3 separate regions of the Mus musculus genome follow, and regions 2 and 3 are each linked to region 1. The links are chromatin contacts, called in public HiChIP or PLAC-seq maps. All regions are on one chromosome and are shown on one strand. Each heading gives the region's core, a stretch centred on a gene start, on an enhancer-like site or on the middle of the called end of the contact. The rest is flanking DNA. Distances are from core to core; before and after follow the strand shown.

Region 1 (4,177 bases), core at 877-3,376:
CTTGAGGGCTGGAGAGATGGCTCAGCCGTTAAAGGCTAGGCTCACAACCAAAAATCACCTTGAGAACACTCAGCAGGCCGTGAAAGATTCTGCTTGGGCAAACGTAAGAGGGTTTCATAGAGGAGGTAGGCTCCTGGCTTAACTTTTGAAAGAAAAGTTGGAATGGGAAGCAATTCCAGGCAGAAGGAAGAGCTAGGAGGATGTCGGGTTGGAGACGTGGGGGTGGGGGTGGGGGTGGGGTGGGTAGTGGCTAGGAAGGCTGGGTGTAAATGAAGGTGTGCAAATCTCAATATGGTACCTAGAGCAACCACATCACCCTCAACTGGGAAAGGACATGCAGATCTGGGTGTTCCACTGGGTGTCAACTGTCATATTTTAGGCTTGGCATCTGTAGACATTCATTTTTTTATTGTCTTTGAGATCCTGGGGGCAATGCATTTCCGTGAGTGTTGGTGCTGACCATGCCAGCGAGTGCTGCTGTTGTGTTATAACCTCTGCCTGGGCTTGGTGCCCAGCCAGGCTTGTTACCTCCTCTGTGTCCTCTGTGAGTCACAATCACTTTCTCACATGGCCCTTCCCAACTAATTCCTGGAAGTTAAAGCAGGATGTGGCAGAGCACACCTGGAATCCCAGGACTCTGTGGACAGGGACGAGAAGATGGCTGTAGGTTTGAACCCGGCTAGTCTACATAGTGAGTCCTGAGTCAGCCAGGACTACATAATGAGACTGTGTTGAGAGGGAGCATTTTGGGAAAGGAAGGAAGAGAGAGAGAGAGAGAGAGAGAGAGAGAGAGAGAGAGAGAGAGAGAGAGAGAGAGAGAGAGAGAGAGAGAGAGAGAGAAGGTGTCATATGCAGCATGTTCCAGGCACTCCCCACACCTTATGTAGGCCTGTTTTCTTCCATCACATTGCTCAGCCTCAACCCCATGTTCTGCTTTCTGTTTTCTTTCTTGTCAGCTCTTCCAGCCCCAGTAGAAGGTGGAATTTACAAAAGCAAAGTCTTATGTTTTTTCCTTCACTGGTATATTCTCCATGCTAGCACAGAGCCTGTCATGTGATGAGCAAATTATACCACATAACTTGTGATGGTTTGAATACCCTTGGCTCAGGGAGTGGTGCTACCAGGAGGTGTGGCCTTGTTGGAGGAAGTGTGTCACTGTGGTAGTGGGCTTTGGGACCTTCCTCCTAACCATGTGGGAGCCAGTCTTCTCCTAGCAGCCTTCAGGTGATGATGTAGAACTCTCAGCTTCTCCCGCACCATGCCTGCCTGCATGCTGTCATGCTCCTGCCTTGATGATAATGGACTGAACCTGTGAACCTGTAAGACAGTCCCAATTAAATGTTGCCCTTATAAGAGTTACTTTGGCCATGGTGTCTGTTCACAGTAGTTAAACCCTAACTAAGAAACCTCCTAGGTAGCTTCAGTTAAATTCATCGGCTAAGCCATAATTTTGCCCCTAATCCAAAGACAGTTCACCGTTTATTAAATTCCACAAGCTGAGCCTATTAAATCCTACATGTTGGGAGTTCTCGAGACAGAAACTGACCCCGGATGGGGCTAGAGAAACGCACCACTGAAAGAACCCAGAAGAGTGAAGAGGTAGAGAAGAGGGTTGTGGAAGGAGTCTGGTGAGAGCAGACAGGTGGAAAAAGAGGAGCCGACCTAATGATGGAGAAATTCCAGCCTCAAAAGTCCAGAAAATGTCTCAGAAACTGAGGCCCAGGTGAAAGAGCTGCTAGAGGCTCCTCTGTTGTCTCTCTCCTCTAGACAACATCCTGGGTGTCCACAAAGCCTGGCCATGGAGCTAGCATCCTTTTCCTTAGCGACTAAATGTTCTAAAAGCAGCCCATCGTGAACAAGATAACTCGAGGATCTCCAGTTCCTTCACCAGATTCAGTTGACAATACAAACCCAAGGGCCCATCTGACCACTATGCAGCTCCTGTGAGCAGAGCTGACTCTCCTGGGCCTCCTTTGCTGCCAGGAAGGAACATGGCTGGGACACATGTCCTTGTCCTTTTAGGCAGCAATGCTCAGTTGTTTCTCAATACAATGTGGTTTCCTCATGGGAAACCTGTGTGATTCACTTTGAATTCGTCCTTCCTTTTCACTACACTGTGGGAAAAGGTCAGAGTGAGATCTTGTTCCTAAGCCAAGTCAGCAAACATGATCCCATATTTACTGTTCTAGCATGGCCCTGGGGCGGCTCTTTTGAGGCAGACAAAGGTGAGGTGGGGGGGGGGGTCAGAAGTTTGAGTGTGTGTGTGGGGGAGGGGGAAGACTGTGCCACCCCATTCCATCCCCACCCACATGGCCTCCCTAAGAACCTCCTTGTTACCTGATGTGCCACGGGGCCTCAGTCCCTCAGCCTTTTATTTGTCCTGAGTCATTTCCAGGGCATGGACCTGGAAAGTTTTCTAACTATCCAGATACAAGGCCAATTTTTCTAGTGTACCTAGAATAACTCTAAATCATTTTGTTGTGGCACTGCCTGACATGGAGGGTGTTAGAGGCCATACAGTTTTGTTAAATGAAAAGCATTGTCCAGATAGCATGATATCCAAGATGACTCACTACATTTTTTTTTTGACAGATGGTCATTATGTAGACCAGGCTAGCCACAGACTTACAGAATAGGCCTACCTTTGCATCCCAAGTACTGAGATTAAAGGCACGCCAACATTCCTGGACATCACTCCACGAGTGAGATCCTGTTCCACCAAATGTTGGTGACCAGACAGAAGTTCTTACCCTCATAATCTTCACTAAATAGGCAAGATAGATAGATATTAATAAATAATTATGAACAAGAGGGATATAGAAAAAGGGGAAGTCCGAAGTACCCATAGAGCTTTTAGTGGAGTTATTAGATACATTATTAGTGCCTGAAAAAGTTCCTTGAGACTGAGCAGGCATTCATGCTGGAAAACTACAATTCCCATGTGGCCAAGCTGTAGAAAGCATGGCGGAACCAATGACAACATCAAATTCAGTAGACTTAGTTCTACATACCCCACCAGAGTTTGGTGGACCAACAGCCGTTTCTCTCCTAACTGTACAATACAAAAGGCTTTTACAGGTTATAACAAGAGACCCATCAGGCTTGGTTGTTCCTGTTCAAATGTACTCATTTATTTTGCTGTGATAAAGATGGAACCCCCATCCTTAGGCATGCTAAACACATCTTTATAGTGCTTTCAGGGAAGTGTTGGCTACAGCCTGTCACCAGGGCCGAGGCAATCGGTATCAAGAGAAGCACGTAGTCCCCACAAGACTCTTTGAACAGGCTTGTTGCAAAAGTTTTGTGAATATGGAGGCAGACCATACCAACATGCTAGTGAGAGAATAGACATGTCTCTTGGTGTGACGTCAACTTAGAGGCATCAGCTAACAGGGCATTGGCCAGCTGTCCTCGCAGGACAGATGGGCTGAGGAGGCTGAGTCAATGCAGCTGGGAAACCTTACAGTAGGAAGTCCCCAAAGCCTGCTACGTGGTGACTTCAGGTCACCAGCGTACAGTTCTGGCCCCTGAGACAAGGTAGTGAGACAGCAGAGCCTGACTTCCTTTTGCCACTGCATCCCTGTGATCTGCTAGACCCTGCTAGACCCTGCTAGACCCTGGTTTTGAAGGAGCACATACAAGCACACATGGGGTCCTGCCAGTGTTCCACATTCATGAGCTAGCAACGTTGGCTGAAGTTATGTCTGGAAATGTAGCCTCAAGCTTTCCTACAGATACTGGCTCTAATAACATCAGCACTGGTGGAGGGAGGACATGCATGAAGCCTGGTATGTGCCCACTGGATGCAGGCAGATGGGTGGTGCTCATTAGAGCCATTTGTAGAGGTATATAAAGCTGAGCTTTGCAGCTGGTACGAGAGTCAAAATGGAAACCCAGGCTCTTCTGCCACCATTCTGCTTAGTTTTATCACATGCTTCTTCTGCCTCACACATTTCTTTTAAGATGCTATCCACAGGGCTGGAGAGAGAGCTCAGCACTTAAGGGCGCTTACTACTCTTCCAGGGGACCGGAGTTCAGTTCCCAGCATCCATGTCCATGATTCACAAGCACCTCCAACTCTAGCTCCAGGGCGTCCACCACCTCTGACTTCTGTAGGCACTTGCAGCCTGGCTGTCCTGGAACTCAATGTGTAGACCAGGCTGTCTTTGAACTCACA
Region 2 (4,177 bases), core at 1,075-3,574, 380 kb before region 1:
TGTCTGCTAAATTAGTAATTTGATGATTAATGTCTTCATCTATCAAGTAAAGAACTTACTGATTTACTGAACATATGAAACAGTATGTCCACCTACACAGAAAGTGAATAGGGCATAGTCATGAGTCTGGTTCATGTATTCAGTCACTCACTATGTGATACTCCATGGCAGGTTGAGCATACAACAGTAGACACGATGAATGTCACTCCTAACCTGGAGATCCTCATTGTGATATGGGAGACAAGACAGCCAGGCAATTATGAAGCACTTAGATCCACACTGAGGAAGAAAGAGGCTGAGGTAGTAGAGAAAAAAGATACAAAATAACTCTGGCATCTTTGAATCTGAAATTCTCCTCTACAGGGACATGTTTGAAAAGCTTGGACAGTCAGTCCAAGCTGACTGTCAACTATTTAGAAGGTGGGGCCTGGCTGTCAGAAGTCAGTCACTAAGAGAGGGTTTTGAAGGTTATACCTGGTCCTTGTGCTAGTCTCACTGTCTGTTTCCTGATCTGTAAATGATGTGAACACCTCAGACACACACCTCTATCATCATGAATGGCCATGCCTTCCCTGCCATAGTGGACCACTGCAAGCCTCTGACACCATAACCCAAATAAATCTTATATGAGTAGCTTCCACCAGGCATTCTCTTAAGTGACACAAAAGTAACCATACTCCCATTTCAACCCCTAACACTAGATGAAAGAGATCCCCGAATCTAATATCTTCCTTTTTGTTTTATCTTTGACTATGCCAAACCTCAACCAACCTTCCTAAACAACCAATGACCACCCACCTTGTCTCTCAGGACCCTCACATTTATGTACCCTTTGAAAAATTCCCAGATATCCAAACATCACACAGTCACAAAAATTATCTGCAGCTGGAAAAACCATGCCTCTGCTAGAGCACGAGACAAATCACGGTCAGCTGCTGCGGACGTTCTGGAAACAGCCTCACATCCCTACACCTGGGATTAAAAGAAACGCACATTCTTATAATATTTCTGTGTTTTTTAAAGAAATCAGGGGCTGGAGAGATGGCTCAGTGGTTAAGAGCACTGACTGCTCTTCCAGAGGTCCTGAGTTCAAATCCCAGCAACCACATGGTGGCTTACAACCATCTGTAATGGGATCTGATGCCCTCTTCTGGTGTTTCTGAAGACAGCTTCAGTGTACTTATATAAAAGAAAGAAAGAAAGAAAGAAAGAAAGAGAGAGAGAGAGAGAGAGAGAAAGAAAGAAAGAGAAAGGAAGGAAGAAAGAGAGAGAGAAAGAAGGAAAGAAAGAACTCTAGTGTTAGTAAAGTCATTACCCACTTACGGCAACATGGCGCACCTCCAGAAAGCGATGCTTCTAGCTCTTTGTTATATTCCAGGTCCTGGGAAGTTTTTGCTTCTGCATCATATTGTTTTATTCTACTGGGTTTCTGAAATGTGAAGAATGAATGTTAAAAATGATTTGCTTCTCTGCTTGTCTGCTTTCTCTATTCCTTATAGGACACAGTAGGGAAAGGGTGGATAGAAAACTCAAGATGGTGGAGAAGGAACCCCGGGAAAAGAGAGGAAGGAACAGAGGGAATGGAAGAAGAAGGCAGGTGGGAATGAAGAAAAGAATCTGAATGAGGAAGGAGAACACGAGAGAAAGATTGGGGAAGGTCGGACCACAGAGATGGTGGCAGAGACAGTGCTTACTGTCAAGCTCTGAGACATGAGTTCAATCCCCAGAGCTCACTGGTAGAAGAGAGAACAAACACTCCCAAAGCATCTTCTCATTGCCACAAGTATACTATATACACACATGCATATATGCACACTCACGAGTATACTATATACACACATGCATATATGCACACTCACGAGTATACTATATACACACATGCATATATGCACACTCACGAGTATACTGTATACACACATGCATATATGCACACTCACACATGCACATACATACATGCTTAAGGTTAAACATAGAAAAATACAATGGGTATGATTCTATTTTTTAAAAAGGCCAACCCTTGCTACTATTGCTTTGACAGGGTCACTGTAGCTGAGGCTGGTCTTGAACTCCTGGTTCCCGAGCCTCCTCCTCTTCGGGAGGGGAGGGATCACAGGTGTGAACCACACCGAGCATAAACTCACTCTTAGGTCATGATGTAGCCTTGTACAAGCCACATAACAAAGACTGGACAGATGTACTGCACCTGTGGTAGATTAGATGACTGTTCTCCATTCTTTGCTGCTGTGGGAACTGGTGGTTCAATAGAGTGGGCCAGGGAATGCGCTTCGCAGGCGGCCCTGGGTGGGGTGTGATGACTCAATGGGGACCACGGAATGTGCTGGAATTCACAATACATTTACTTAGTCCAGGGGAAGCTATGAAGACACATCCGGTTTTCTGCTTGCCCTTTTACATTCCTGTGATCTTCCATGAGGAAAACTATCTCCCAGGAGCTTCCAGTCTGAGGAAAGGAGAAGACATGCAGCACCATCTAACCTCCCCCACAGCCTGGACCCCAGCCCAGCAGAGCCCAGCAGAGCCCAGCCTCAGAGCCACGGCAGGCCTGAGGGCCTCCGAAAGATTATAGCGTTTGTTGCTGAGAGCCAGAGAACTTGGTTGTTAGGCAGCAAAAACCAATTTGCTGTGATCATTTCAGGGTGTTAAGATCATTGATCTTTCTCAGACATGTTGTGTTTTTCAAGTGTATTTGAGAGAATGGTGTGAGGACACGTTTCCCATTTCATCATTCATTACAGTGATACATTAGCAAACACGTTGGAATTCCACTTACATTGGGCAAAAGCCAGAAACCTGCTGAAACCTTAAAAACCCGGAGTACTGATCCACAGGCATTCCCTCTCCAGGTGCTCTCTGCCTAAGCAAACGTCAGTACACGCTTGCTTGGTAAAGGAAGATCAGCCTTTCCCACGGTTGCCTTTTAGACACCAGTTGTGTCTCACACAGTGGCAAACCCAGGCAGGGGGTGTGGGGGCTGGAAGGCCTTATACAGCTTGAGAGAATTAATACAGAGGAGACTATCAAAAATGTTCTCTTGACAAACCCCTTTCTGTCCTCTCAACTTTCAGTCAGAGTCAACTGTTGTCTTACTGTTTTCCTGGTCACTACTGGGAGACCGTTGGGTGAGACTACAGTAAACAAGGTGGGGAAAGCTATCAAAGGAAATGACTGATGGGAAAGAGAAAGAAGGAACACGGGAATGAAGAAAGTGATGAGAAAGAGGCTGAGGAGGAGATTAACCTATGAATAAGAGGTAGGGACCCCAATCTGGCAGACGGAAGTGGCTCTTTGCTGTGACATGGGCCACACAAGTCTGCCCCACTTCTTGCGGCATTCCTGGGCCATGGTGATGGCCGCCTTTCTCTGAACGCTGTAGTCTTCACTCTGGCTGAGATATCTTCCCTGGGCTCCAAGCCTCAACACTCTACTCGCTAACCAGTATCTTGCTGAGATCCCACGGCCCTAACCCTCTCGAGCTTTAGACTGGCTATAAGCTCTTCCAGGTAGGTACTGGCTTCAGGTCCGCCCCCATCCTGTCTCCAAGGAGACACTCAATCTCCATTAATTGCATGAATGAATGGATGGATGAACCGCTGCAGCAAAGCCAGCCAGGGGCACACACCTGCCTCACCGCCCTGCGGGCTGACAGTTTCTTTTTTCCGGTCAGGTTTTGACGGCTGAACTGCCAAACCCCTTTAACTTCAGAGACCCCGAGCTTCCACGGAACAACCATTTCTTCTGAGCTTGACATAGGGAAGCAGAGCAGCTGTGCATGGGAGACCTCACAGAGCCTGTTGTCTTAGCAACAAAGCAGATAAACAACAGCTAGGCTGTGCTGTGTCTTGATTTCCTCTTGAAAGAGGAGAGGGAAGGTCATAAGACCCCCCACAAGACTCTCCCCCTGAGATCTAATCACCAGTCCTGCCTGCCTGCCCCCGCCATGCCCCGCTGCCGGGAGTAATTATGTAAGTGTGACTAGTTCGTGCTCTTGCAAGCAAGGCAAATAAACGTATACCCACAGTTTGGACTTGACCAACTCTGGTCTACAGGCCCTGTCTCTAGCGAGGTGAATAGACATTTTCATATCCCCCAGAAGCCTGGGATCTGAGGTGATTTTGTTGACTAATTGAACAGCAAGTCCCACCAACAAAATAAATAT
Region 3 (4,177 bases), core at 907-3,406, 320 kb before region 1:
CTCTGTTGCACTGTCATAAGAGAGGATGGGGACAGCGGGTAGGAAACTGACAGGCAGTTTCAGGGACAAGGCACCGCATCATTTGTCCTTGGCCAGAGCTGGAAATGTTCTTGGTTCTATGGACAAGTTTTGTCCTTGCTGCAGGTCACGGATGCACGAAGTGTTTGGGGCCCCTGCCCTGCTCTGGACTCCAGTTATCCTTCTCTCTTTACACAGATGCCTAGAAGCTGCAGATGTGACTGAAGCTGCAGACCAAGGCATCACCAACCGCTTTGAAGAGCTTTGGGACTGAGTTCTGAGTTTTCAAGGTGGAAATGGGTTTTATCTGTTATAATCTCGGTGTGATCTATTAGTCTCTGGATCTTTGGATCTTTTGGTTTGGTTTTTTTTTTTTTTTTTTTTTTTTTTTTTTTTTTTTTTTCGGGACAGGGTTTCTCTGTGTAGCTCTGGCTGTCCTGGAAAAAAACTCTGTAGAAATCCACCTGCCTCTGCCTCCCAAGTGCTGGGATTAAAGGTGTGCACCACCACTGTCTGGCACTAGTCTCTGGATCTTGTATACTCAAGTGCTGTCTCTTCTTTACATCTGCTCTGTACTCGAAGGCCCTGCCAAGGTCTAACAGGTTCTATCTGGGTTCCCTTATCACCTTCCAAGAGCTGCAGGTCATTATGAGTGGAGATCCTAAGACCTTGTAAGACCTAATTCTAGCCCATTTCCTAAATGATCTTAAATCTTGAGCGGGGGAGATCAGGTAGTTAGAGAGGAATTAGTCACCTTGGAAGCCACTTATAATGGACCCCCTCTCTTATAATCTATTTTGGACCCCACCTCCTTTTTCCTGGCTAACACTAGAAAGGGAATCATCCCAATTGCCCCACCCCCACACCAAGATTTAAAACACCCTATAAAAAGGCGCAGGTGTCAGGGCTTTCTTAAAGCCCAATAAGGGAAAGCTACGCTTCCTGGAATTTGAGTTCTGCCTCTGGCCCTGAGCGGAGACGACACCATGATCTGCTCCTAAAATGAGGTCACCTGCCACTGTCTCCCCCTTGAAGAGTTAACCCATGGGGCTGTCAGTAACCAGGCAGGCCAGGGCACCACTTCCCAGGAAAGCTGCAAGTCTTGCTAAGGAGATGGGCGGAATAACTATCCCTCAATGTGGTGATGCACTTACCTTCCCTAAAAGCCCTCCCCGATGCAGCCATTTACAGAGTTCGTGAGTGATGCAGGCACGGAGAGCTTCTACCACTCAGAGTTCCACTATGCAGTGGTACTGACATTTACAGAACTGCTATGAAGGAGGAGGGGCTTTACAGCTCCAGCAGCATCACCAGCATTGCTCAAACCTGCCTGCTTTTCTGAGTTTGAACTCAAATTGTAACCACCTCTCCCCCAGAACAGTGGGAGGGGGGGGACCCAAAAAACAAAAAGTCCACGAATGCTTTCCCTGGCACTCTGTCTGTTCTCAGTCTCCAACGTTTACTGCATTCCCTAAACCACTGCAAATCAGTACACAGTTGGAGGTCACAGTACATAGCTGGTTGGTCACAAGTTCCATAGTCACTGGGAAAGAATTTCAGGAAGGAGGAAAAAGTCTTAGGAAAGAAAACCCAAATTCCAGTGCAAAACCTGCTCTAGGCTTTTTTTTTTTTTTTTTTTTTTTTGAGACAGGGTTATACTTTGTAACCTTGGTTGCCTTGGAACTTGCTGTGCAGACTAGGCTGGCCCTAAAAGTCATAGAAGTCCACCTGCCTCTACCTTCCGAGGGCCGGGACTAAAGGCATATGCCGCCACACCCAGCCTCTGCTGGAGGGTTTGGGCAACACTTGAGTCATGCACATTACATACAATCTCTGCTAAAGATAAACAAAAAAACCAAAATCTCCAAGCCCCCCCCACCACCAGCGCACCAAGTGCTCTGAAGGCTGACAGCAGAAGGATGGAGAGTCCAAGGCCATCCTGGATTATATAGTGGACCCTGTCTTTAAAACAGATGCCTTTCATCTCAGCACTCACAAGGCAGAGGAGAGCCGATCTCTCAGTTCAAGGCCAGCCTGGTTAACAGAGCTATTTTCAGGTCAGCCAGGGCTGCACAGAGAAAACCTGTCTCAAAAAACCAAAACAAACAACACCCTGTGCTTCTGCTCAGGACAGCAGCCAAATGAACAGACTGCTAATGCAAAACGCCAATAATCAATACTCTGAAGGAATGTGCCAGAGTCCAGAGTCTTCATAGCCCAATGTCCAGAATACAACCTCAAATGATTCAGTAGAATGAGAATTAAGAGACTGAGATTCTAGCTCAGTGATAGAACATTTGCCTAGCATGTAGCCCACGGTTTAATCCCCTGCACCAATAATAAATAATAACAAAAAATAACGGGGCGGCTGGGCACAATGGCAGGTACATGCAATGTCAGCACTTGAGAGACTGAACCAAGAGAACTGAAAAACTGAGGCAAACCTGGGCTGCCATGTAGGTCATCCTGGCTACAAAGTGAGACCTTGTTTCAAAAATACCAACTGGGGAGGGGCACAATGAACTAAAAGAACTGGGAGTTTTATTAGCTCTGCTCAAATCTTTTAGACAAAAGTAAGCTCTGGGGCTGGAGTGACAGCTCAGCCATTAAGAGGCTGTACTTCCAGAGGATCAGAGTTCAAGTCTTACACCTGGAAGGAGGTTCACACTCATCTTATCTCCAGTTTCAGGTGACCCACCGTCCTCTTCTGGCCTCCACAGATACTGGACATGTGGTACACAGACATACATGCAAGCCAAGTACCCATACACATAGAATAAAAACAAAATGAAATCTCTGGGCACCCCCTTTCCACTTATCTCACATCTAGAAATACTAACTGCAACTGGACTAACGACTCAAGCTTAACACCCCAAACTGCAGTTTTGGTAAGGAAACCCAGAAGAGAAAGCTCATAGATCTGACCCAAAGGCACAGGCAGCCAAAGCTGATAGATGGAATGAAATCAATATAAAAGCACTGTACAGCAAAGGAGCCATCTTCCGTGAGAGATACCTTACAGATGGGAGACAACACTACAGATCACACGTCCTACCTGATAAGGATTTCCTGTCCAAACATCTACGGAACAAAGGACTCACTATGGAGAAAACAAATTGTTGGTTTGTTTGTTTGTTTGTTTGTTTGTTTGTTTTTTAAAAAAGGGCCTGCGGTGGTGGCGCACGCCTTTAATTCCAGCTCTTGGGAGGCAGAGGCAGGCGAATTTCTGAGTTCGAGGCCAGCCTGGTCTACAAAGTGAGTTCCAGGACAGCCAGGGCTATACAGAGAAACCCTGTCTCGAAAAAACAAAAACAAAAAGAAAAAAAGGACAGAAACTAACTAGACATTTAGATAATACAAATACTAATAGATAATACAAAAAAATGCCTAAATGGTATGTAATAAACTGCTTAGCATTACTAATCGTCATGGAATTGCCATTTAAAACCACCGTGAGCGATCACTTTACTTCACTAGGATGACTACCATGAAGAATGAAAGATTACCAATGCTGGCAAGGGTGTAGAGAAGCCAGGACCCTGGACACCAGCAAGAGCTGGAAGCACAGCCATTATGGAAGACGGCCAGGGACTTCAGAAAACAAAACCCAGAATTATCCCCACGATCCCGCCGTCCCACCAGTGAGTATGGACACAAAGGAACTTCTCTGATGCTCAGTTCCGTGAGCCTGACTGGTTGGGGGCTTCTGGGGATGCACAGCGGAGAATTAAGTGCTTACCAGCATGGCCTGACACACACATAGGAACTTCCATGATACTGGGAACAGGGACACGACTTGAAGTCACTTATCTAGCTTAGCAGACGGAATGTTGTCACGTGGTCTGAAAACAACACTCCCTGGGCTTTGCCAATACTGTTTGCTGTCATGCCTGTATCAGCACGTCCTCTGTCAGTAGCCCAGAAACATTATACCTCAGGGAACACATGGTATTTACAGTCTGGAACGGAGAAGAATGTATAATCCCTCAACTAAATATCACTGCCTAAGGCGGGTACCCTTTCTTCCCACTTTAGATTTGATATGCTAGAAACTAAAGAAATTAAAAAAAAAAGCTAGAAAAAAGTATTCTTAAGTGTATATGAACGTCACTGAAACACTGAGTCCAGGCAAGGTGGCTAGATACGTCCAACATACTCA

The links. HiChIP or PLAC-seq counts read pairs in DNA pulled down with a chosen protein or histone mark.
Region 2: a contact with region 1 is called in a FOXA1 HiChIP or PLAC-seq map of pancreatic cancer cells. The contact joins two enhancer-like sites. A contact is called at or near these places in 1 of 484 Hi-C or Micro-C datasets (liver), 1 of 115 datasets of contacts at active chromatin or transcription factors (pancreatic cancer cells) and 1 of 9 other capture datasets (embryonic stem cells).
Region 3: a contact with region 1 is called in a FOXA1 HiChIP or PLAC-seq map of pancreatic cancer cells. The contact joins two enhancer-like sites. A contact is called at or near these places in 2 of 39 promoter capture datasets (both in liver) and 1 of 115 datasets of contacts at active chromatin or transcription factors (pancreatic cancer cells).

What each region holds. Positions count from the first base shown.
Region 1 is chr13:95,922,310-95,926,486 of GRCm38.p6, forward strand. No RefSeq gene overlaps it. Among named protein-coding and RNA genes, the nearest start is that of Gm24032, 27 kb to the left of the region's middle. Within about 2 kb of position 2,127, at least 10 of the 459 cell types and tissues checked have an H3K27ac peak or open chromatin away from gene starts, as enhancers often do. A contact at or near this core is called in liver and pancreatic cancer cells, where this site is marked.
Region 2 is chr13:95,543,612-95,547,788 of GRCm38.p6, forward strand. Gm32640 (a long non-coding RNA gene) reads right to left here. Exons shown (of 3, transcript XR_382764.3): 2 at 2,204-2,338; 3 at 1,259-1,429. Among named protein-coding and RNA genes, the nearest start is that of Gm32640, 3.1 kb to the right of the region's middle. Within about 2 kb of position 2,325, at least 33 of the 459 cell types and tissues checked have an H3K27ac peak or open chromatin away from gene starts, as enhancers often do. A contact at or near this core is called in pancreatic cancer cells, where this site is marked.
Region 3 is chr13:95,607,130-95,611,306 of GRCm38.p6, forward strand. The region is part of intron 1 of F2r (coagulation factor II (thrombin) receptor); the gene reads right to left. Among named protein-coding and RNA genes, the nearest start is that of F2r, 9.2 kb to the right of the region's middle. Within about 2 kb of position 2,157, at least 47 of the 459 cell types and tissues checked have an H3K27ac peak or open chromatin away from gene starts, as enhancers often do. A contact at or near this core is called in liver and pancreatic cancer cells, where this site is marked.